Linked DNA regions of Mus musculus: regions 1, 2, 3, 5, 6 and 7 are each linked to region 4. A link is a contact called in public HiChIP or PLAC-seq, Micro-C and promoter capture Hi-C data. All regions are on one chromosome and are shown on one strand. Each heading gives the region's core, a stretch centred on a gene start, on an enhancer-like site or on the middle of the called end of the contact. The rest is flanking DNA. Distances are from core to core; before and after follow the strand shown. Region 1 overlaps Nos1ap (nitric oxide synthase 1 (neuronal) adaptor protein). Region 2 overlaps Nos1ap (nitric oxide synthase 1 (neuronal) adaptor protein). Region 3 overlaps Atf6 (activating transcription factor 6). Region 4 holds the start of Uhmk1 (U2AF homology motif (UHM) kinase 1). Region 5 overlaps Olfml2b (olfactomedin-like 2B). Region 6 holds the start of Olfml2b (olfactomedin-like 2B). Region 7 holds the start of Nos1ap (nitric oxide synthase 1 (neuronal) adaptor protein).

Region 1 (2,700 bases), core at 27-2,526, 290 kb after region 4:
CTCTTCCGAAGCAACTCCCTAAGCTCAGTGAGTTAACTGCAGGAAAAGATGCACCAAGTAGCACCTCACTTCTAACACCTGGTGTCAAAGGTATGTGCAGTACTGGGGGTTTTAAGCAGACTCTTGAACTCTGATATGGCTCAGCATGTCACCTGAAAGAAAGGAGGCCATGCCAAGGGTCAGACATGGCTTGTGCCTTGTAATTCCACTACACAAGAGGATGGGGCAAGAAGACTGTGAAAGTGCTGGGCTAGCCTACTCTACAAAAGTAAGATTCTGAGATAGCCACATAGACAAACAGACAGACAGATAAATGGATGGTAGATAATAGATGGGTAGACACATAGACAGGCAGACATATAGATAATAGATTGATAGATGATTGATATACACATACATATATACTACATACAAACATAATACACATATAAACATACATAAATAGACAGATACATTAAAAGAAATCCACCCCCTACTCCTGCTGTTTCCTGATTGTTCTGTGAAATGGCTTTCTGGTTCCTATCTCTACAATTCTGGGGCTATATAAAGACCACACTTAAAAATATTCACAACTCATATATACCCTGCATTAGTCGACTGCCTTCACACCCAGCTCCTCTTGGGCCAGAATAAACAAAGATCCACTTGGCTCTACAAGGGACAGAACAAGGCTGAAAGGACAAAGTGACAAGTGACAAGGATACATGTCAGTAATCTGTATCTGAGCTACCGAGGAGTCCCTCTTTCTGGGAGAGGCTGACACATTGGGGGAGGTGTGCAATGGAAGGCAGGCAAGGACGGACAGCGGCCTGGGGTGGTAGGGTTGCACTAGGAGGCCGAGCCTGCTTTTCTCAAGGAATAGAAAATGAGGCATGCTGGACCTTCCTCAGCTCTCAGCCACCTGCAGTATCCTGCTCACGATGTGCATCTTGAATAAGCCAGGACCCAAACCATTGACTCCCTGGCCCACTGCCAGCCCTCCCTGCGATCCAGGCCCTGGGGCTCAGCAAGGCAGTTAAGGGGCTTGGGGGTGAGGAGACAGGAGGCCAAGCTCCCTCAATGACTGTTTTCAGGAGGCCAAAGGCAGGTGTGGGCTCACCTCCTGAATCAGCCCTGGGGGAAGCCTAACAAAGCAGGTGCCAGATCTTCTCATCGGGAGGTCTATCTAGAGGGGAAGGAGGCAGGGCACGCTGCTCACAGAACACTAACAACACATTAACAGGACGACTGCCACTGGAGACAACAGGGTTGAGAGGGATGTAGAGAAGCCATTTGTCACTCCCACAGCCAACCATCGAGTGGTTAAAAGGCCTCTCCAGGGAAGCAGGTCTCATGCAGCCCAGAGAGTGTGAGGGGCAGCAGCTACCCAGTCTTTTTGATGCTGACTGAATACCCAGGGGCTGGGGGCTATACAGTGCACCCTGGGTCAGCAGGTCTCTGCTCTGCAGGCTTTCAATCTAGCCCTGCCGGGACAACAGAGGCAAGCAGGGAAAACCACCAGACAGGGACCGAGCTCCTCGTTAGGACCCTGAACAAAGAGTTTGTGCTGCCAACTCCTGTTCACTCTGTCCAGCTACGGCCCTCTATGAGGTCTCTCAGTGAATTCTTACAAACAGAAACTATTTACAAGATAGCTGGGGAGAGCCACAGGTCTCTACAGAGTGTGGTGGGGACACAGAAGACAGAAAAGCTATTTTGTAGGTGTCAAAAGAAACTTGTAGGGAAAAAAGGGGGGGACACTGAAACTGGGCTCATGGAGAAGCAGCAGAAGCTGGACTGGGTCTTAAGGAGATGAGCTTCAGCCATCCAGAGAAAGAGGTGCCTGCCAGGTAGAAGGAAGGATGGAGAGCTAGCTGATAGGAAGATGCTCCTGACCTATGCTGGGGCATGCCTGCATTACTTGCAAAAGCCTATACACCTTGCTAGGAGCTCAGGGTCCAATCTAGAGATGGCAAAGCATCATAAAGAGCTGTACACAGGACAAAACCAACAGGGCTGCCTTTAGAGAGACAAGCTGTCTCCAAAGGAAAGGATGAAGGGAAGCTAGCCTAATGCACAGGGACACAGGGACCTCCACAAAGCATACACTACCACTCTACCACTGAGCTACACCCCGACCGCTACAGGCTGCTGTGCAATAAATGACAGGGCTCCCTCTACTTGGAGAGGTCACCAGGGATCCACATATTTGAGAAATATTTGTTTAGAAGGCAATTTGGCATGGGTAGCTCGGGCAAAATCTAGAGAAAGGAGTCTAAAGTGACCCTGAGGTTTGAAGCGTACAGTGGCTGGGTAACATGACTTTCACTGGCGTAAACTGGCATCCATAAAAATCCAAGGGAAAGCAAAAAGCAAAGAGGCGAAACATCTGCAGAAATGACAAATCCAGGTTTTTGACACACCAAATTCAAGGTGGCTTTGGAACACAAAGCGGGGTGGGAGTGCCACACAGAATATATGAATCTCAAGCTCTAAAACGAAGTTTATAAAAATCAAATAATGGCCCTTCCTTACATCTAGTGCTATGCACTGCCTGGCAGTGTTCCCAGATGGAAGACAGACACAATCAGGAACACAGATGATACTGTCTGGCTAGACACTTGGAAAATGAGGACAATCGGCCTGCTCTTGTAGGATCTCTGAGCCAGACTCCAAGTCTCAGTTCCCAATCAAAGCAGCGCCAAGCTCAGACTTTGCAGA
Region 2 (2,753 bases), core at 240-2,739, 310 kb after region 4:
AGAACTTTAAAAGTAAAGACTACTAATTAAAATAGTAATAATTTGAATGTTTAGAATAATTTGAACCAGCCTGAGACTGGCAGGTCTCCAGCTCTGGAGAGGAAGTACGCTCAGGGACACATGGGTTCTGGTCTGACCACACCATTCGGAAAGGATGGTGAGCCGGCTGGATAGTTGCCCTCAGGGAAACAGAGTTAGGATTAATGAGCAACCAAGTCAACTCTTTTGAGGAATGAGAAAACCACATTCAGAAAGACAGCAGAATCTTCCAGCATGCATCTGATAAAAAACCCACTGGTTGGCCAGCACAAGTATGGTCATGCTCCCCATCAGAAGGGCACAGCCCCGTTAACAGGGCAAACATAAAGGTTCCTAGTGCGGCTGCATTCGTCCCTCTCTTCTCTCAGAAACTGCGCAACCCAGTCTCTACCCCAGCATGTGCTATGAGATGTCTTAACAACCCCTTCCCTTTAAAGAGAACAGAGCTCTAGAGGAGGTGCCGAGTAACAGAGAAGGTACCAGATCTCTTCCAAGCCTCCAGCTTCCCGTGTAGGACCCCACTGTACTCTTCCCTGTTCTTTCTCTGAGGACCCCAAACCAAGTCTGCTGTCTATCCTGTGCACTGCCCACCTCCTCACATCCCTCTGGGTCTCCTGGCCACACCCTGCCCCCTCTCCAATACACATGAGCATAAAGCCCTGTGACAACCTGCATGTGGCTAGAACTCACCAGTGGGAACGTCTCCATCTCAGTGACTTTTGTGATCTAATTCCCATCCTGCTACCCTCCAGATGAGGAGAATCACAGGGAGTTGTGGGAGTCACACCAAGGTTACTGACAAAGGAAAGTGTCACACACTCAGTAGGGCCATCCTGCCAGTGCAAATGAAAGCTCACCACCCTGACTCCAGCTAATGCTACTCCTTTTGTTGCCCTGTTCATATCCTTCCCCACAGTCTGCTTGGTCTGCAAGAAAAGCTCTATCTGGATCACACGGTTACTTTCCTCCACAATAATATGAGCCCCTATGGGGCTTCTGCTCTTATTCTGTACCCCAGCTCTTGGAACAGGGTCTGGAAAAGGAAGATTCAGCATCCCTTGGTCAGGGCATAGTGACACACACTTGTTAGTCCCAACACTTAGGAGGCCGAGACAGGAATATTATTGTGACTTCCAGGCCAGCCTTTGGTACCCAGTGAGCTAGGCCAGCCTAAACTAGAGTGAGACTCTTGCCCCACCCACTGTCCAACAGTGAAAATAAATAAATAAACTAAAAATAAAACCCAATAACAACAAGAAAAACCCCACTGGATCGGTGTAGGAGAAATGGAGCCCATAGGAGTCTAGAGCCCCGCCAAGGACACACTCTGCAGGCCAGTGGCTCTGCTCCAGAGGGAAAGACCTTCCTGCCCTGCAGGACTGTTCTGCACACAGCTGAGTGTCCTGCTGTGCCGGATTACCAATGTGACCTGGGCTACAGTTCTCGCCTCATTTAGCAGGGAACAAAGCAGCATGAACTGCAGAGGCCCAGAGCAGCCCAGATTCCAGAGCACAGGCAGTAAGGGAGTGACCTTCTAGTAACTGCTCTGGGGGAGGGGAGGAAAGAGGAAAACAGTGCTGCACCCTGACTCTCAGTCCCACTTCTGAGGCCTTCAGCTTGGTCCTTGGGTACTCAGGTGCAGGGGACCTGGGGAGAGGTGGGGCATATGCCATAGGTCCTTCCTTTCAGCTACAGTCAAGGCAAAGCCTCAGTGCCCAGTCCTCTCCAGCCCTCCCTTGCACACAGGTATATATGTACACACACGTACACATGGCACAGGCATACACACATGTGTACACACAGAGGCATACACAAATGCACACACACACACACACACACACTCGGAAAAACTTCAAATGCAGCTGTACATCACATATTTATTTCTACTCAAAGAAGATTGAAGCACTTATCTTTCTGCTACCCCCATCCCTAAAGCAAGTATTTGAAGGCTGTCTATTGTGATGGTCACTACCAATCAGTAGTCCAACAGTGGGACCAATGAATATGCCAGAGATCGTAGCAGATTCCTTTTCAATCCCCAACATGCAAGGCCTGGGTGCAAAAAACAAAACAAAACAACCTGTGCTGATCTGTCTTTAGGCTCATACTATTCAATTCTCAAAAAGGGCAGAGGCAGGGCAGAACCATCAAAGGGCTGTCTCTCTCTTAGTCACCATTAGCAAATTCTTAGACATGGCGGCCTGACTGTTGTTTAAGAGGACTTGACAGGTAAAAGCTGTAAGACAAAGACCGCTCTGGATTTTCAGCCCTTGAACGGAAGCCTCAGTGTGGCAGTTAACATCCCTGGATCTTGTCACAAAGGCAGGTGTGGGGCAAAGGCTAGGGTAGCATCCTGGGCACCTGTCCAGAGATCTGCCTGCCCACCTAGGGTTCATACTTGTTCAACAGGAAAGAGAAGAAAGTTCAAGGTATGGGGAGAAGCATTGACGAAAGCTGCACAAAACTTAAACATCTGTAAAACAATTAGTCAACCAGGAATGCAGACCTGACCCAGCAACGCTACGACAGTGACATGGAGCTGGGTCAAAAGCTTAAGTAGCCTGAAACAGCATTTGATCCAACCCTTCATTTTCACACAGGAGGAAATTGTGTCTCGAATAGAAACATTGTTTGTGAGTGGCAGAATCAGAAAGCAGTGTGGGTTACCTCACCTACTCCGTATCCCAACAGGAAATAAAAGCCATCAGAAAGAA
Region 3 (2,898 bases), core at 11-2,510, 490 kb after region 4:
TAAGCAAGCAGTCTTCCATCTAAGCTACATACCCCATCCACCATGGGTCTATGCTCATTTAAACCTCTGGCTTCACTGCCCCTCATTACCATGATGAGAAGAAAAGAAAACCTAGAATCTCAAAGAGAGCAGTGCTTTGTAGCTTTCTTCATCTCCTGCATCCTGGCAACTGCCCAGAAAGTAGAGGTGATAATGAACTAGGCTAGTTCAATTGACACACACGTGCTGTGAATTCAGTCTGCTGGTTCAGTCTGGAACTAGCATCCTGGGGAATATGCTACACTTCCTGCTTCATTTCACTATAGTCACCAGCTTGACGGAGGACAAAAAGCCCACCAGTGTGTTATTTGTTGACCTCCACAGATGACTCATTGACTCTTTAGTTCCTGAACCCAATATAATTAAGTCTTTTCATGTACTAAGTCTGTAATGCTTAAAGCTAGCCAAGCACAGGGTTGCTTTGTGACACTGGCTGGCCATGCCATGACTCACAAAGTTTCCTAATCACACAGTCTTATCTTTTTTTTCCCCATAGATTCTATGAGTACCTGACAGATATTAGAATTGCTGCAAGTTCTAGTAATATCCAAAATAAACTATGTTTTAAGCTTAGTTATTAAAAATATAAGCTAATAGAATACTAATAGTTTCCTTAGGTAGGAGAAAACTGTATTTTCTCTATGTGCATAGTTCCTTTCGGACTCTGGGAATATCTTCCTAGGCAGTCCAGTAGTTACTTAAAAATCACCCACAATTCCTGTAGTGGGCACCAGGGAGGAAATGTCTCTTTCCAAGTGCTATCAGGGTGGGAATGACAATGTCCTCAATCCATTATCTTCCTTCTAGGCCTTACTTTTTTTCTTTTGGTTAAAAATATAACTGGTGTTCATATTAGCAGCAAAAAAAAAAAATCATTACTTATGTAAATTAAAATGCCCCATAACTGACCAAAGAACAGGTGGGTAAGGACTACGAGTTTGCCGGTGGCAATAAGCTACTCTCAAGTCTGGGACTATGCGGAGAGCTTGGGAAGTTGATTCTTATGACAGAGCTACAGGTCACATGTGGAAGTTGAGGTGTATGTACCTGCTGAAGGATGAGGTCAATGCTCCCAGGCTGAGGTGGAAAGAAGGCTATCACGGGGGAGGGGTGTTGTGGTGATGGGGGCACCTCCATGAGACCAGAATGGGGAGCCACTGCATAGGAACGCTGGCTCTCTAGGTTAAGGAAATGCAAGAGCTTCTAACATGCTATTAAAGCAGAAGTCGGACTGGAAGTTTTTGATGTGGGAGGAAGTCAACCGTGATTCCTAGTTTTGTTGCTGTGGTACATTTCTGTCAAGTTTCATAGTAAAACAGCAAGACTGACTTTTTAATTAGATAAATTCCCAGTCTTACAGTCTCACAGTGGAACTGTGGGAGTTGTCTTGAGTTAAATGTTCTAGTTATGGCAGCCATGACTAACAGCATTGGGCAGCTGTAACGACTGGGGAATATTTGCCTAGGATGGAGATTTGGGCCAACAAGATTGAACCACGACAGTCACTTTAAACATACGAGAGAAAGTCAGTTCCCTCTGTTTTCAAGTGACAGTTATTGGGAAAATTCAGGAATGACGCACATTATGTAACTTTTTGAGTACTTCCTTGTCTGCTTCACGATTAATATTATTATTTATGTGTAACTGTGTTAGTGAATGCCATGTGTGCACAGATGCCAAGGGAGACTAGAAGAGGGCATTAGATCTCCTGGAACTGGAGTTAGGGGTTATGGGCTGTGTCATGGGTGTTAGGAATGGAACTTGGGTCTCCTGGAGATGCAGCAAGAGCTCTCAGCAGTTGAGCCATCTGGCCAGCCCAGGGTCTACTTCTTGCTAATGAGAAAGAAAGGCAAAGGGGACAGCTTTGTGCTGCTGACATTCATCTCTCAAGCATCCGTTCTCATCACCTCCTAACTTGAAAGTGGGTTTCCATTCTATTCTAAGGAAGCTGTTTTATGAGCTAACTGCAGAGAGAAGCTGTTCTGTTAACAGGAGGGAACATGCAGTTACTCCCACTGAATTTAAAAGTGGGGGGCTTGCAAACACAGGAAAGACCACACTGCCAGCCTCTAGCAACACTTCCCAACATCACAGTACCATCAGCCCAGGGCACAAAATTATCTAGTAACAGGTGGAGTGACTTCCTCTGGGAATTTATCTGATTGAAAAACCAGATTTATTTGTTTTTATTTTTTATGTATATTAGCGTTTTGCCTGAACACATGTATGTGCACCATTATGTGTGTCTGGTGTCTGCAGAGGCCTGAAAAAGGTAGAGGATCCCATCCCCTAGCCTGTCCCCAATGGAGTTAGAGATGGCTTAAAGCTGGGAACTGAACCTGGGTCCTCTGGAAGAGCAGTAAGCGAAGTTAACCACTGAGCCATTTCTCTAGCTCAAATTTATTTAATTTTTTCATAATCTTGAAAAATCACATTTTAAAACTTAATAAATTAAAAAATATATATATTATGTACATACATAGCTCCTACAGTTCCGGACTATAAACACCCAAGGGCAAGCATACCAAAATAAAAAATGAGACCTGAATGGCTGCTTACTTTGCTCCCAGGACAACAGCTTTTCCTCTCCAATGGGCCTGTGCTAGCGCACAAACATTAAGATACAAACTACCGAGCCCAGGGATTCTAGCTCTTTCAGCAATTTAAATGGCAGGATACTTCTTTCTATCTATAATTGCCTTTCCCTCATTTCTGAAACTCTCCCCTGAGGAGGGCCCCATTCCTCATCTCATAAGACGGACCTGAGAGTGGTAATGACAGGACCTGATGGTCAGCAGGAGCAGAGAAGGCAAGCTTCCAGACTAGTTTTGAGCAGTCCTCCCCAGCTCCTTGGATCCC
Region 4 (3,051 bases), core at 125-2,624:
GACATATGTATACACACACACACACATATATATACGTGTATATATATATATATATACACACACACATATTATATACATCAATTACAAATAACATTCTAATGTAATCACGCAAGAGATTCAACAAGTACTGAGGCATGCAAAAAATGTTCCTGTCAAACACCAAAGCTATAGTGATATACCGCTTAGTAAGATTAAGGAAAAAAAAGAAAAACACACTAGCATTAGGACATTCTATCAATGTAGTATTATAAATAAATAAATAAATAAATAAATAAATAAACAAACACTTTCTTCAAGCTACACATGGGTTCTATTTGCCAAGATCTATGACGCTTCTTTACTAACCAAAGTTATAACCGCTTACAAGCTCTCTGCCTGTACGTGGATTAGCAACGAGGACTGCTTCCATATATCTGTGGCCCAAACAAGCTTACATTCTAAATCTCTGAGTCATGAAAGTCTTACTGAAGCAAACGCTGTGCTCTTAAATATCACACTTCCATTAACTTCTAGGTAACACTGGGTTCCCTCTCCCAAATTCACACGAAATATGTATTTTTTTTTCCGTTCTCAGTAGTATGTCATTTGATGTCAATGATGGCACTGGATGCCCTAGAATATTTTCCATTTGGAAAAGATGCAAAATTTTCCACTCAAGACATGACAACCTGGCAAACTCATGCCTTTCACTTTCTAACTACCGGATGAAAACCTAAGCAAACTGGACTTTACTAAGCATTTGCTATGTAATAATCACTTCCACCGTATACCTCAGACAGCTGCAAAGGAAAGGTGGACTGAAAAGGGACCTGCATCGCGTGACAACTAGTGAGGCCCGATCCTCTCCTCCCACCTACAGGACCAAAGACCGGGGGCCAGGCGGAGGACGCTTATGCTTGAGCCGGGACATGGGCAGGACATGGGGGACAGCCACAATTACCGATGTTCCTGTGACCCTGCAACTGCTCCAGCGCCGCCCTCTCTTTGCGGAAACCATACTCCGCGGCCGAGGCCGCAGCCCCGGTGGTTCCCGGAGGCAGGAACTGCTTGAGGGCGCCGGGGGGCGAGCCCGGGGTACCGCAGCACCGCACCCGGTACACCGAGGCCGACGAGCCGCTGCCCAGGCGGCTCTGGACCTGCCACAGCCGCCCGAAGGCCTCCAGGAAGCGCGGCGGCTCGGCGCCCCACGCGCAGCCGGACCCCGCCATGGTGCGGGCTGGGCCGAGGACACGCGAGCCGACACGACGCGCCAGGCAGGCCCGCGGCGCCCGCCGTCACATCCCCGCCCGGACCCGCCGCTCCGCAGGGAGGGGCCTGCAGCGCTCCGACCGACTCCCCGGACCTCAGGCCGCCATGACACCGGAAGCCGGAGTGCACTCGGACCCAGCCGGAAGTGGGGGAAAGCCAATCCTAGAGGCTGAAGGAGGCGGGCCTAAGAGGGGCGGGGCCTCCAGGGGGAAAATTGTTTAGCACAAAACAACTGAGATATTAAACTTAATTATTAGAGATGGGGTGTAGCACAGTAGTAAAGTGCTTGCCTTGAATGCGCAAGGAAGGCCCTGGCTCCAGCAAAATATATGATTATTGATTTTTTTGTTTTATTTATCTTTAAAGAGTTATTATATTTGTATTTATATATTTGTGTATTTGTTCCTCATGTGTGCAGAAGTCAGAAGAAGGTGTAATATCTTTTGGTGCTGAAGTTACAGGAGATTGTGAGCTGCCGGGTTTGGGTGATGGGAACCAAAGTCCTGTCCTGGGGAAGATCAGTATTTCCTCATAGCCACTGAACTGTTTGTCTCTTGTGCAGCTATCTTATTTTCTATTACCTATTGTTTCAAGCTGAAAGCTACGTGCTTTCACATCTTCCTGATATCCATCATTACCACCTCCCTTTCTAATATAACTCCGATTTTCTTTGGAACAGTAATATACACAAAAGAAATACCTGGCCTCTCTCAGAAGTGGCTGTGACCACGCCCTCTCTCTAGTCAATAAGACCTTCCTGCATAACTAACAAGGATTTATTGGAAGATCTAACTTGACTCACTTAGATGTTGTGTTTTCTTCCCTGTTACTTCCTATCTCCTGCTTAAGAAAATAAGCGTAAAGCTAAAGACAGATTAGTTGGGGCTAGAGAAATGGCTTAGCAGCTAAGAGCACTGACTGCTCTTCCAGATCAGGGTTCAATTCCCAGCATCCACATGGCAACTCACGAGTGTCTATAACTCAAGTCCCAGAGCATCTGGCACTCTTACACAAACATGCAGGCAGAATTTCAGTGTATATAGAAATAAATAAATCTTAAAAAGCAAAACAAAAAATAAAGACAGATTAGTCATCCTGTTTATGAAGCAACTGAGAGAATAAAAGCAACATATTAATATATTAATTGGATGTGATCTATTGTGCCAAAAAGCCCAAAGTATGTTGTCTTAGATATGGAAGCATTCCCTTCTACAATTAATAATGCAGGGTTCTGCCAATCTCAGTGGACTTTTATCTTTGTGACCTATGTGTTTGCCTTGTCTTTCAGCATTTCATGGTTTTGAGAATGGGGAAAGAGACCAAAGAAGCACAAAAATAGCCAAAATGGTACTGAGTTTTCTGGTCGTATCCCATTAGCTAGTGCTTACCTAGTCATATGACCCAAGCTAGCTCCAGACAAGCTAGAAAATTCACATAAAATTCATAACTAATGGAAGAAGAGGAAACTGGGTGTATAGGGACAAATAAACGCAAGTCTAGATCATTCATGACCCAGAAGAAATGCAAAAGGTTTCTGGATCCTTGACAGCTTGGTAGAAATCCATTGTGCTTCCTAAAACCATCCTCCAGACTTCTTACTGGGGGGGGGCAGGGTGCCTATTTGATTAAAGAATCTTAATGTTTTAAAAACACAAGAGCTTTTATGCATATAAATATGCACAGTGTAGCATTTACCACATTAGTCATTTTTAAGTGTATAGGTAATATAAAATATTTTGACCTTGTGCAAACATTATCAACAAACATCTGAGGAACTTGTTCCATACATCTTGTAGAAACTAA
Region 5 (2,935 bases), core at 162-2,661, 450 kb after region 4:
TAGGTTAGTTAGAGATTGAGCTGGCTCTTCTGTGTGCTATGATATATGTAAAAGGTTGCGAAGTGTGTTTCTCAGCTTTCTGCTACTGTAACAAATTACCTGAGATAATCAACTAAAAAAGAGGAATGGTCAAACGACTTGATTTCAGAAGTTTCAGCTCACGGTCATTGCTTTGCGTGGGGAGTATGTGGTAAAGCTCTGCCAGTCACCCCAGGGCATAGCAAAGCCAAGGAGAAGAAGGGGCCAGGCCCTATGACCTAACTTATCCCACTAAGCCCCATGTCTTAAAGCTTGCACTACCTCATAGCACCATGAACTAGACACCAAACCTTCAATAAATAGACTTAAGATCCAAATTATAGCAGGTCACATTGCTTTGTGGGACTCTGTTGCCTGGGTTATCGTAAATTTGGGTAGAGAGGATGGAAGGCTTTGTGTGTAGGCTCGGAACTCTTGATGTTTGGTTAGTTGATGGGTGTCATCTCTCCTAAACTAGCTTCAAACTGGCTATGTAGCCAAAGATGGCCTTGAACTACTGATTCTCCTGCCTCAGAGTCTCAGGTGCTGCGACTACAAGTGTGTACTACCATGCCTGGTCTATGCGGTGCTAGGGACTAAACCCAGGACTTTGGGCAAGATAAGCACTCTATACACCGAATTCCATTGCTGGCTTACAGGCTCAGAACTCTTGGGTAAAGAAACTCATTATAGTGAGGCTAAGGGGGCATATCTGGGGGGCTTGGGAACTTTCGAGTACATGTGTTCTGAAGACACATGGGGACTCTGAGACAACAGGCACTGGAAGAGTATGGTGTGTGGACTTCCCCAATAAGTCAAAAGCAGGAGGGCGGTGGTGTCGCACACCTTTAATCCCAGCACTTGGGAGGCAGAGGCAGGCGAATTTCTGAGTTCAAGGCCAGCCTGGTCTACAAAATGAGTTCCAGGACAGCCAGGGCTACACAGAGAAACCCTGTCTCGAAAAAAAAAACAAAAACAAAAAACCAAAAAAACAAAACAAAAAAAAAGAAGTCAAAAGCAATCCCATGCTGTAAAGCAAGAAACAGTAGTCATTACCTGGCTTTTGATGTTTTTGAAACATTATATTCCCTCATAAATAATTTGTCTTATTTTTGAGTGTCCCTTACGTATTGGTCACTGAAACATGTGTTTAGCCTGGTGGGTGGGTCACCCCTAAGGGACCTTGAAATCACCCCACAAAGAGGTGTGAAGGTACCTGAAATCACCCCAAAGCCAGGAGCTCTGGGAACCAGAAAGGGACGTGAAGGTGTCTGCCCCTCACACTTGGCTCCTGTGCCTCTCATCTCAGCCCCCGCTGCCCAGTGCAGCCAGCATTTCCTTACCTTCTGCTTCCAGCTTCCCAGTCAGCCAGCTAAGCTGGAGAATGCGGTCTGTTGTCTTGATGACACATTCTGTGGTACATTCAGAAACCCTGCTCAGATTTCCCGAGGGCAAACTACAAACCAAATCAAACACACCAAACTCTTTTTCTCCTTGCTCAGCAAAGTCCTTCCCGGGCCTTCCCTGAGTCCCCACAGCACACAGTGCTGAAGTTAGCACAATCCACCCAGCCAGGCTAGAAGCAGAGAGGGAGATACAGGATGCCCAGAGGTAGGCTCATTCTCTCGGTGTGTACGCAGCAGCCCTGTGTCTTTGGTGAGCGCCACGCTGCAACAGGGGAGATGGTTTTAGCTGGTTATTTTTGTTTCTTGCAAATGATGCCAGACAATTCTTGGAACGGCTAGTAATTATTTTGTAAGGTGGTCTTCCAACGTGGTCCTTGTCTAGAAGGTTGGCAGGGAGGCCCGGAGATCAGGTTGGTAGTGGAAAGGCACTGTGGGTGTGGGAACACTGGATGCCAGGAGGTGAAATCATTTGGCAGACTCTTGGATGAACAGAGAGGCAATCAGAATGTGGTGGGGGTAGCTGCCGCCCAGTTCAACTTGCCGCCAGCGAATCCAAGGAAATTATATGTTGTCTGGCAAAGGCTGTCCACCGTCTTGCTCCATATCCTTGGCTGGGACAAAGAACTGCAGTCCCTGCCCTTTCCCGAGAGCCTGGACCTAAAGTCAGTTCCTGGGGTTTGCCACAAAGAAATGACAGCTGGCTTCTCTGACATGGAGGGAAACCAGCGCCAGCAATTAGTTGCCCCTGGGCATTTGAGGTAGAGGCTGTGGCAGGAGCCTCTTGTCAACCTCCCAGGCAGCTCTTTCCACTGGGAAATGAAACATCTTCCACGTCCATGCACAGGGCAGTTGCCAGACCACAGCCCTGAAGACATGGAGATGGTGGCCACTTTTTGGAAGGCTAATAAGTAGACCTGAGGTCACAGTCAATGTGGCTTAATGTAAGGAGGAACACAGGCCCAGGAAGTAACCGTGGGGCCCACTTGGTGATTGTGTGACTTCACTTGTATCCTTCTCAGCTACTTCCCTGGGTGGAGTTTCAACTAAGTTACTGAATGGCTGTTTCCTTATCCAGGAAATGCTGGTAGCATTACCTTGCTCCATTGCTATGAGGATTAAAAATAATATTCTATATTGGGTTGGCTGTAATAGGTGCTCACTAAAATGGCACCACCAACAAGCAAGCATGCCCATCCTTCTGGTAGAGGTTGCCTTATAAGAGGCTTGAGGGAGGTACAGAGATGGCATGGAGGACCGACACCACCAAGGGCACAGCTGGCATACTAGCATGTGTTGTGCTCTCCCGGGTAGTTCTTTTACCCCAGTGAAGGGGGATTGACAAGGATGTGTGCACATTTTTCCAGCTGCCCATCACTACCTCATGTCAAAGAGACGGCCATATTTAGGGATGGCCATGTCTGTTGCACAGTCTGGTTAAACTCTCTTCATGCATGGGAAAACAAGCAGAGATGACAGGAGATGTGGTTAGAAGTGAGCATGGTGGGTTTTCT
Region 6 (3,012 bases), core at 174-2,673, 430 kb after region 4:
GAGTCTGCTTTTGCTTGATTTATTACTTTCATTATCCCAACCTCTTTGCTTAGCATTAGGAACAAAGTATTCAGATTTCTCTAGGGGGTAGAATATCTTTTAGGTCTTTGCATTTGAAGGGATTGATATGCATCCAGCACAAGACATCCCAAGACCAAGTTCTCAGCCCAAAGGAGATTTATTTGCCCCCAAGGAACAAAGGGCAGGGAATACAAGTCAGGTGATAGAGAATGAAGGAGAAGGGGAAAGGAACACTGCCTCTGGATAGAGAGGAGGCAGATGTGGCACATAGGCAAATGACAGTTTATAAAGGTAAAGGGGAAGTCCCCTGTTTAGATGAGGGGTTTATTTTTGATTGTACAGATTAATTAGGGCAGCCAAAGGGAGGGGCCCTTAATAGCCTCAGGGGGCAGGAGTCGGCCAAAAGGGGGACTAGATCTTGGTGGCTGGCTTTAGGAATGTAATGGAACGGTTTTTAACAAGGAAGATGGGCTAGGAGAAGGCAAGGCCTGCCAGAGCCATGCCTGCCATGCTCAGCTCTGCTAGAGCCCCTCAGAATCGACCTGACTCTGCTGAGTATTTCAGAGTGGCAATTGTCCCAGAAGACTTAATGCTCTTTCCAAAAGTGACACATTGTTAATCTTCATAGTAGGCATATTCAGGGTCACTAATTAAAGAGCCCAAAAGAGGACCGCACCATTACATGTATATACCCTTTAGAGATTATCTGGCCAGATAGAGAGGCCTGTCCATTTGTCCCAAACCACGGAGACTGCAAGAGACATTCCCTGTGGTAGGCGTTTGATTCTGGGAAGTCACTAGGACAAACAGAACAGCAGAGACAGCAGAGACCTGTAGCCACTCTCCATATTTTAAAAATGTATCCAACTCCCTCCACATTCTGTCAGAGGTTCAAGATGCATCCTCTGGGTGGGGGTATTATCAGGTTCTAGGGTTGTAGCAGACATGAAGATTACAATTGTTCGTAAGTTCAAAGCTTCCCGTACTCCAGATGGAGTCAAGTTCCGGAAAACAAAACAAAACAAAACAAAAACCAACAACAATAAAACACTTCAAGAGAAGAGGTCGTGTTTCTCCGCTGTCCCGGTTGCAGTCCAGGGAGCAAGTCAGGGCTCCCCCGGAGCTCGGGCGTGAAGAAAACTCGAGAAAAGGCACACGGAGTCCCTCTCGGATGACCATTTACAATCAGATGCAAGGCCAGCAGCGCCCTTCCCACGCCAGCCGGCGCCCGCTTAAGCGCAGTGGCTGAACCCTAGAGGAGGCGGGGTCCCCGGGCGCAGCGCCCAAGTCTGTGCGCTTCCCGGTCCTCCTCCTCCGGGCCGTCACTGGCTGCATCTTTCTGCCCGGCACAATAGAGGCTCCGCCCTCCCTCCGCGCCAGCCCCGCGGCGCCCTGGGCCAGCAGCCCTCCCTTGCCTCCTGCGCTGTGGCCACTGTCCATCTTGCGCCCAGTCTCCGGGTGTCCCGAGTTTCCCGGCGCTAGCCTTCCACCTGAGCTCACGCTGCTGCGGCTTGCCCTCGTCGAGCCGGCGCCCTCCTCTGCTCCCTCAGTCACCTCTTTCTTGTGTCCTCTCTGCACAGTCTAAGCTGCTGGGGTCTGGGAGGAGATGTTCAGGGTCTCTGGGGAGCACAGTCCTGCTCCACTCAGCCACACCCAGCTTTAGACGTTAGACGGTTCTCTGAACATCTACTCTTCCGGACTCCAGTGAAGCCGCCTTCCAGCCTGTCTTTGCTGAGACCTCCGACCCAAGGTGGTCTCTGTAGGGACTAAAGTCCCTACTGTCGCATCTCTCATGGCCTATCCCCTGCCATTGGTTCTCTGCTTTGCTCTGGTGGTGGCACAGGTCTGGGGGTCCACTACACCTCCCACAGGGACAAGCGAGCCCCCTGATGTGCAAACAGTGGAGCCCACGGAAGATGACATTCTGCAAAACGAGGCGGACAACCAGGAGAACGTTTTATCTCAGGTAGGATGAGGAATCGCGTGCCCACCCCTCTTGCCTTGGGGGACCTCAAGGACCTGAGGCTGGTCCTGGATGAAAGATTTATGAGCAGCTGTTTTTCTCTGTATTTTTAGTGAAGTGGATGTTCACTTTTAGTTTATCACACTATATTGCTCGTTTGGTGTTGGACAGGCTTTCTCGTAGACCAGGCTGGCTTCCAGCTCACTTTATAGCTGAGGCTAGTCTTGAACTTCTGGTCCCTCTTACCTGCACTAAGAGTGGAGATTCTACAGCCCTGACTTTAGTTTTGTTGGGTTGTGTTAAAGTACTGTGTTAAAAAGTAAGGGCATGGGTCACAACTGTGGAGTGTTTCAGGCTTACCAAGTCAGGAGAAAGGAGAGGAAAGGAAAATACCACTGAGAAGAAAGGGGTGTGTGTGTGTGTGTGTGTGTGTGTGTGTGTGTGTGTGTGTGTGTGTGTGTGTGTGTGTGATGTAATGGTTGTGAAAAGTCCCTCTTGCCTATGAGACTGCCTGTCAGAATTGGAATGTGTAAACAGGAGGACAAGTTGGAAAGGAGGCAGATGGGATAGGTATAAGCCATGGGAGGTGGTTTATGGCTTCAGAGGAGACACTCGGACAGAAGCACTTGGTGAAGACAGAGTGTGTGATGTGCTACATGTGTGATGCTTATGAGGGGGACTCCAAAACAGAGGGATTTATGTTAAGACCTGGTGTACCTGGAGTGGAGTGTCAGTGCCGAGCCACACAGTTGTGGCTGATTCCCAGAGGGGGCCAAGCGACCCAGGATGGTGATTCGTGCTGTAGTGTGTCCGTTTATGAACTAACTCAGTCCTCAGAACACCCTGATTACCAGCCCTCTCAGAGATGAAGAGCAGAAGCTAAAAGGGAAAGAGGGAGAGCCTGGCTTCCAGCATGCTCCAGCCTGCTTCTCAGGACTGTAAGGGACGCTTCTCACACTTATGTGGCACTCCTGCTTTCCAAAGCTGGCATGCTGGTGTACAGTGGGCGTCTCCTTGGTCCTTGGGAT
Region 7 (2,700 bases), core at 56-2,555, 370 kb after region 4:
ACCGGGTTGCCTGTCTTATACACAACCACTGGTCCAGCGAGGTTTCCACTCCACCCCTCCCCCAAGGGTGGCTTTGGCCTTGACCCTGCAAATTCCAGTCTGGGCTAAATTCTTCATCAGCAACTGCTGAGATTTAACAGTGCACCACAAAACTAGAAAACAGGTTTCACCCCACTACTACACCAATGACTGACACATGCTAAAGTGTCCAAAAGCAGACATTTGGGAAGTAACTTTTAACACCTACACTCAACTACTTGGAATGAGTGTGTGTGTGTGTGTGTGTGTGTGTGTGTGTGTGTGTGTGTGTGTGTGTGTGAAATATACACATATATATATAACTTTTTTAAAAACCGGTCAGGAAACAAGCATTCTCCTTTTAAAACACCTCCAAAAGCACCTCTCTCATGGGAGGCCAGCAGGTAAATAACACCAGCGCTTCCTTAAAGCTTTCTAAAGAGCCAGACATGCAGGCTGCGCTGCTCAGCCTTCTCCGGGAAGTAACTCAATCCAGCCTTGGCGGGCGAGGATGGGGTGTCTGCAGGTAGGAGACGGGGAAGAGGCAGTACACCTCAAACTTTGCAGGTGCTCATTTTTAGCTGTTCTGGGCAAGAGCTGAGAAAGGCCTAGCCCACCTGCTCTGAGTCCAGGACCGCTGGCACCCCATTCCCCCAGACCTGCCCTCTCAGGGCACTGCCCTCCCGGTGGCCCCTCACCTTGGCCTCAAAAGAGATGCCGTGCTGGAAGGCGTCCTCGTTGTGCAAAGGGATCCGTAGATCGTGCCCATCGTCCACAAGGTTGTACTTGGTTTTGCTGGGCATGGTGACCCGCGGCGGACCCGCTGCTCCAAGGGGGCGGCGGTGGCGGCGACGAGAAAGAGCTGGCGAGACCCTGTGCAGAGAACAGTGGGGCCGGGCGAGGCGGCGGCGAGGACCCGGGTCGTGAGGTGGGCAGCCTGGGTGCCAGGAGGTGGCAGGGGTGAACCGGGAGCCGAGCCTCCCGAGGGCCGAGCGGCAGGGGCGGCGCGGATGCGGCTGGCGCGAGCAGCTCGGTGGCCGCGCTCTGACTACGGGGAGGCGGCCAGGCGGCCGGGCAGGCGGGAGCGAGCGGCGCGGAGCCCCGGACCGGGACGCCGAGCGAAGGGCGCACGGCCAGAAGCGGGACTAGACCGGGAGTCCGATCCCGAGCTCGGCGCGCACGGCCCGGGACGAGGAAGAAAGGCAGCGGCGGCGGTGGTGGCGGTGGCGGCGGAGCAGGGTGCCTGTCACGGAGACGCCGGATCGGCTGCCAGCCCGCGGCTCCTCCTGCGGGGCGGGCCTGGACCGACTCCTCCCGCGCGCTAGAGCCCCGCCCGCCGCCGCCGGGTCCGCCCCGCGCCCCGCGCCCCGCGCGCGCCCAGCAGGTGAAAGTCCCCGCAGCGCTGAGCCGAGACCCGGGAACTTCGCCCTGGCCAGACCGCAGGAGCGTGGCGATCCAGGCGCAGTCCGCTTAACTAGTAGTGGCGAAACGGCATCGCCTTGCATGTGTGTGTTTGTTTTGGTTTTGTTTGGGGAGCCCGAGAGAAGCGGTGTTAATATTGGGTTTTGTTTTCCCAAGAAGGCCAGAGATCTATCCCAGATACCCTCGGTCTGGACAGCATTAATTCAGAGATCCCCGCTTCTCCTCAGAATCAAGGCGAAAACCAAATAAGAGGGCTGTCTCCAGTGCTTTTTGTCCCTTTGGGTGTGTGGCTTGCATTTGGGGGCTCAGCAGGGTTTCTTTGCGAAGAATTTAAATATATAAAAGTCGTCAGCCTCGTAGAACTGGAGTAGGCTGCACTAGGGACAAGAAATTGCAGAATGTTCTTATGTCATTTATTAAAGTTTTTTAACTGGCTGGTGATAAGAAAGAAAGGAGAAAAGAAATAGGAAGGAAAAGAAAAGAAAAGAAAAGAAAAGAAAAGAAAAGAAAAGAAAAGAAAAGAAAAGAAAAGAAAAGAAAAGAAAAGAAAAGAAAAGAAAAGAAAAGAAAAGAAAAGAAAAGAAAAGAAAAGAAAAGGAAGAAAGAGAACGTTTCCAGAATTCTGTGAGGCTTCTTATTGAAGCAAGAAGGAACGTGCCAAAGCAGGATTTGAGACCTGAGTGTGTAAACCTCATAGATACAGGGTTGTGTAACAGTTTCCTTTGAAATTGAAACATTCTGTCCAGCGTCCAGCAGGGAAGGTCTTTAAACTGGAAGGTAAACAACTCCAAGAAGTTTCAGGAAGTCCCTGAAACTGGCCAGATCCACCAGGCCCCTCCCTGCCAGAGTATAAACAAGAAAATCAGAGAGGCTCAAGTAACTTGAAGCTGAGCTGCAAAAGCAGTCTCTCGGAGGAGATAAACTGCAAAGACTCAGACCAGACCTAGAAGCAGCAGAAACCAGCTAAGCTGCCAGGAAGAGGTTTAGATCAGATCAGAGTCACTTGGAAAGGACACTCTCCAACCTGTTGAGCTGCCTGTGGGCTTCGAAGTGTACTCCAGGTCCCCAGCTTTTGTGCGCTGTCACCAATACTGGTCTGGGCCTTGATGATGCAGCTGTCTTTGAGACATTTCTGGTCCTGTAGGTAGCCTCTCACCCATTGTCCTGTAAGTAACTGCAGTAAAACCCATAACCAAGTGGAACTTTGGTGGTATCCGTACTTTGGTCTGCAGTGAGTTTCCTACTGGGATGAATAGATGT

What was found. Promoter capture Hi-C pulls out the DNA fragments that hold promoters and counts their contacts. A called contact is a pair of places that touch in the nucleus more often than the background predicts. HiChIP or PLAC-seq counts read pairs in DNA pulled down with a chosen protein or histone mark.
Region 1: a contact with region 4 is called in an H3K4me3 HiChIP or PLAC-seq map of stem cell-derived neural progenitor cells, with 17 read pairs. The contact joins the enhancer-like site here to the promoter of Uhmk1 in region 4. A contact is called at or near these places in 1 of 39 promoter capture datasets (liver), 1 of 484 Hi-C or Micro-C datasets (embryonic stem cells) and 4 of 115 datasets of contacts at active chromatin or transcription factors (bone marrow-derived macrophages, embryonic stem cells and stem cell-derived neural progenitor cells).
Region 2: a contact with region 4 is called in a Micro-C map of embryonic stem cells, with 2.3 times the contacts expected there. The contact joins the enhancer-like site here to the promoter of Uhmk1 in region 4. A contact is called at or near these places in 2 of 39 promoter capture datasets (the HPC-7 cell line and liver), 2 of 484 Hi-C or Micro-C datasets (both in embryonic stem cells) and 4 of 115 datasets of contacts at active chromatin or transcription factors (embryonic stem cells and stem cell-derived neural progenitor cells).
Region 3: a promoter capture Hi-C map of the HPC-7 cell line shows a contact between it and region 4. The contact joins the enhancer-like site here to the promoter of Uhmk1 in region 4. A contact is called at or near these places in 11 of 39 promoter capture datasets (the C10 cell line, the HPC-7 cell line, HPC-7-derived erythroid cells and 6 more), 2 of 115 datasets of contacts at active chromatin or transcription factors (embryonic stem cells and large pre-B cells) and 2 of 9 other capture datasets (adipose tissue and macrophages).
Region 5: a contact with region 4 is called in a promoter capture Hi-C map of hippocampal neurons, with 2.2 times the contacts expected there. The contact joins the enhancer-like site here to the promoter of Uhmk1 in region 4. A contact is called at or near these places in 6 of 39 promoter capture datasets (the HPC-7 cell line, cranial neural crest, embryonic stem cells and 2 more), 4 of 115 datasets of contacts at active chromatin or transcription factors (bone marrow-derived macrophages, differentiating embryonic stem cells and embryonic stem cells) and 2 of 9 other capture datasets (embryonic stem cells and macrophages).
Region 6: a contact with region 4 is called in a promoter capture Hi-C map of the HPC-7 cell line. The contact joins the promoter of Olfml2b here to the promoter of Uhmk1 in region 4. A contact is called at or near these places in 18 of 39 promoter capture datasets (the 3T3-L1 cell line, 3T3-L1-derived adipocytes, the C10 cell line and 12 more), 1 of 15 datasets of contacts at CTCF or cohesin (the NIH/3T3 cell line), 4 of 484 Hi-C or Micro-C datasets (bone marrow-derived macrophages, differentiating embryonic stem cells, embryonic stem cells and 1 more), 17 of 115 datasets of contacts at active chromatin or transcription factors (bone marrow-derived macrophages, cardiomyocytes, differentiating embryonic stem cells and 10 more) and 5 of 9 other capture datasets (adipose tissue, embryonic stem cells, liver and 2 more).
Region 7: a promoter capture Hi-C map of neural stem cells shows a contact between it and region 4. The contact joins the promoter of Nos1ap here to the promoter of Uhmk1 in region 4. A contact is called at or near these places in 18 of 39 promoter capture datasets (the C10 cell line, the HPC-7 cell line, HPC-7-derived erythroid cells and 13 more), 20 of 484 Hi-C or Micro-C datasets (the C2C12 cell line, the CH12 cell line, ECoMG myeloid progenitors and 10 more), 25 of 115 datasets of contacts at active chromatin or transcription factors (the HPC-7 cell line, astrocytes, bone marrow-derived dendritic cells and 13 more) and 5 of 9 other capture datasets (adipose tissue, embryonic stem cells, liver and 2 more).

Annotation. Positions count from the first base shown.
Region 1 is chr1:170,501,980-170,504,679 of GRCm38.p6, forward strand. The region is part of intron 2 of Nos1ap (nitric oxide synthase 1 (neuronal) adaptor protein); the gene reads right to left. Among named protein-coding and RNA genes, the nearest start is that of Gm46171, 37 kb to the right of the region's middle. Within about 2 kb of position 1,277, at least 35 of the 459 cell types and tissues checked have an H3K27ac peak or open chromatin away from gene starts, as enhancers often do. A contact at or near this core is called in stem cell-derived neural progenitor cells, where this site is marked.
Region 2 is chr1:170,520,237-170,522,989 of GRCm38.p6, forward strand. The region is part of intron 1 of Nos1ap (nitric oxide synthase 1 (neuronal) adaptor protein); the gene reads right to left. Among named protein-coding and RNA genes, the nearest start is that of Gm46171, 19 kb to the right of the region's middle. Within about 2 kb of position 1,490, at least 69 of the 459 cell types and tissues checked have an H3K27ac peak or open chromatin away from gene starts, as enhancers often do. A contact at or near this core is called in embryonic stem cells, where this site is marked.
Region 3 is chr1:170,704,976-170,707,873 of GRCm38.p6, forward strand. Atf6 (activating transcription factor 6) reads right to left here. Exons shown (of 16, transcript NM_001081304.1): 16 at 1-2,898. Among named protein-coding and RNA genes, the nearest start is that of Gm23523, 45 kb to the right of the region's middle. Within about 2 kb of position 1,261, at least 21 of the 459 cell types and tissues checked have an H3K27ac peak or open chromatin away from gene starts, as enhancers often do. A contact at or near this core is called in the HPC-7 cell line and pre-B cells, where this site is marked.
Region 4 is chr1:170,214,033-170,217,083 of GRCm38.p6, forward strand. Uhmk1 (U2AF homology motif (UHM) kinase 1) reads right to left here and starts at 1,375. Exons shown (of 8, transcript NM_010633.4): 1 at 941-1,375. The coding sequence starts at 1,208.
Region 5 is chr1:170,663,385-170,666,319 of GRCm38.p6, forward strand. The region is part of intron 4 of Olfml2b (olfactomedin-like 2B); the gene reads left to right. Among named protein-coding and RNA genes, the nearest start is that of Olfml2b, 20 kb to the left of the region's middle. Within about 2 kb of position 1,412, at least 65 of the 459 cell types and tissues checked have an H3K27ac peak or open chromatin away from gene starts, as enhancers often do. A contact at or near this core is called in bone marrow-derived macrophages and hippocampal neurons, where this site is marked.
Region 6 is chr1:170,643,109-170,646,120 of GRCm38.p6, forward strand. It overlaps Olfml2b (olfactomedin-like 2B), which reads left to right and starts at 1,424. Exons shown (of 8, transcript NM_177068.4): 1 at 1,424-1,987. The coding sequence starts at 1,814.
Region 7 is chr1:170,588,544-170,591,243 of GRCm38.p6, forward strand. It overlaps Nos1ap (nitric oxide synthase 1 (neuronal) adaptor protein), which reads right to left and starts at 1,306. Exons shown (of 10, transcript NM_001109985.2): 1 at 717-1,306. The coding sequence starts at 821.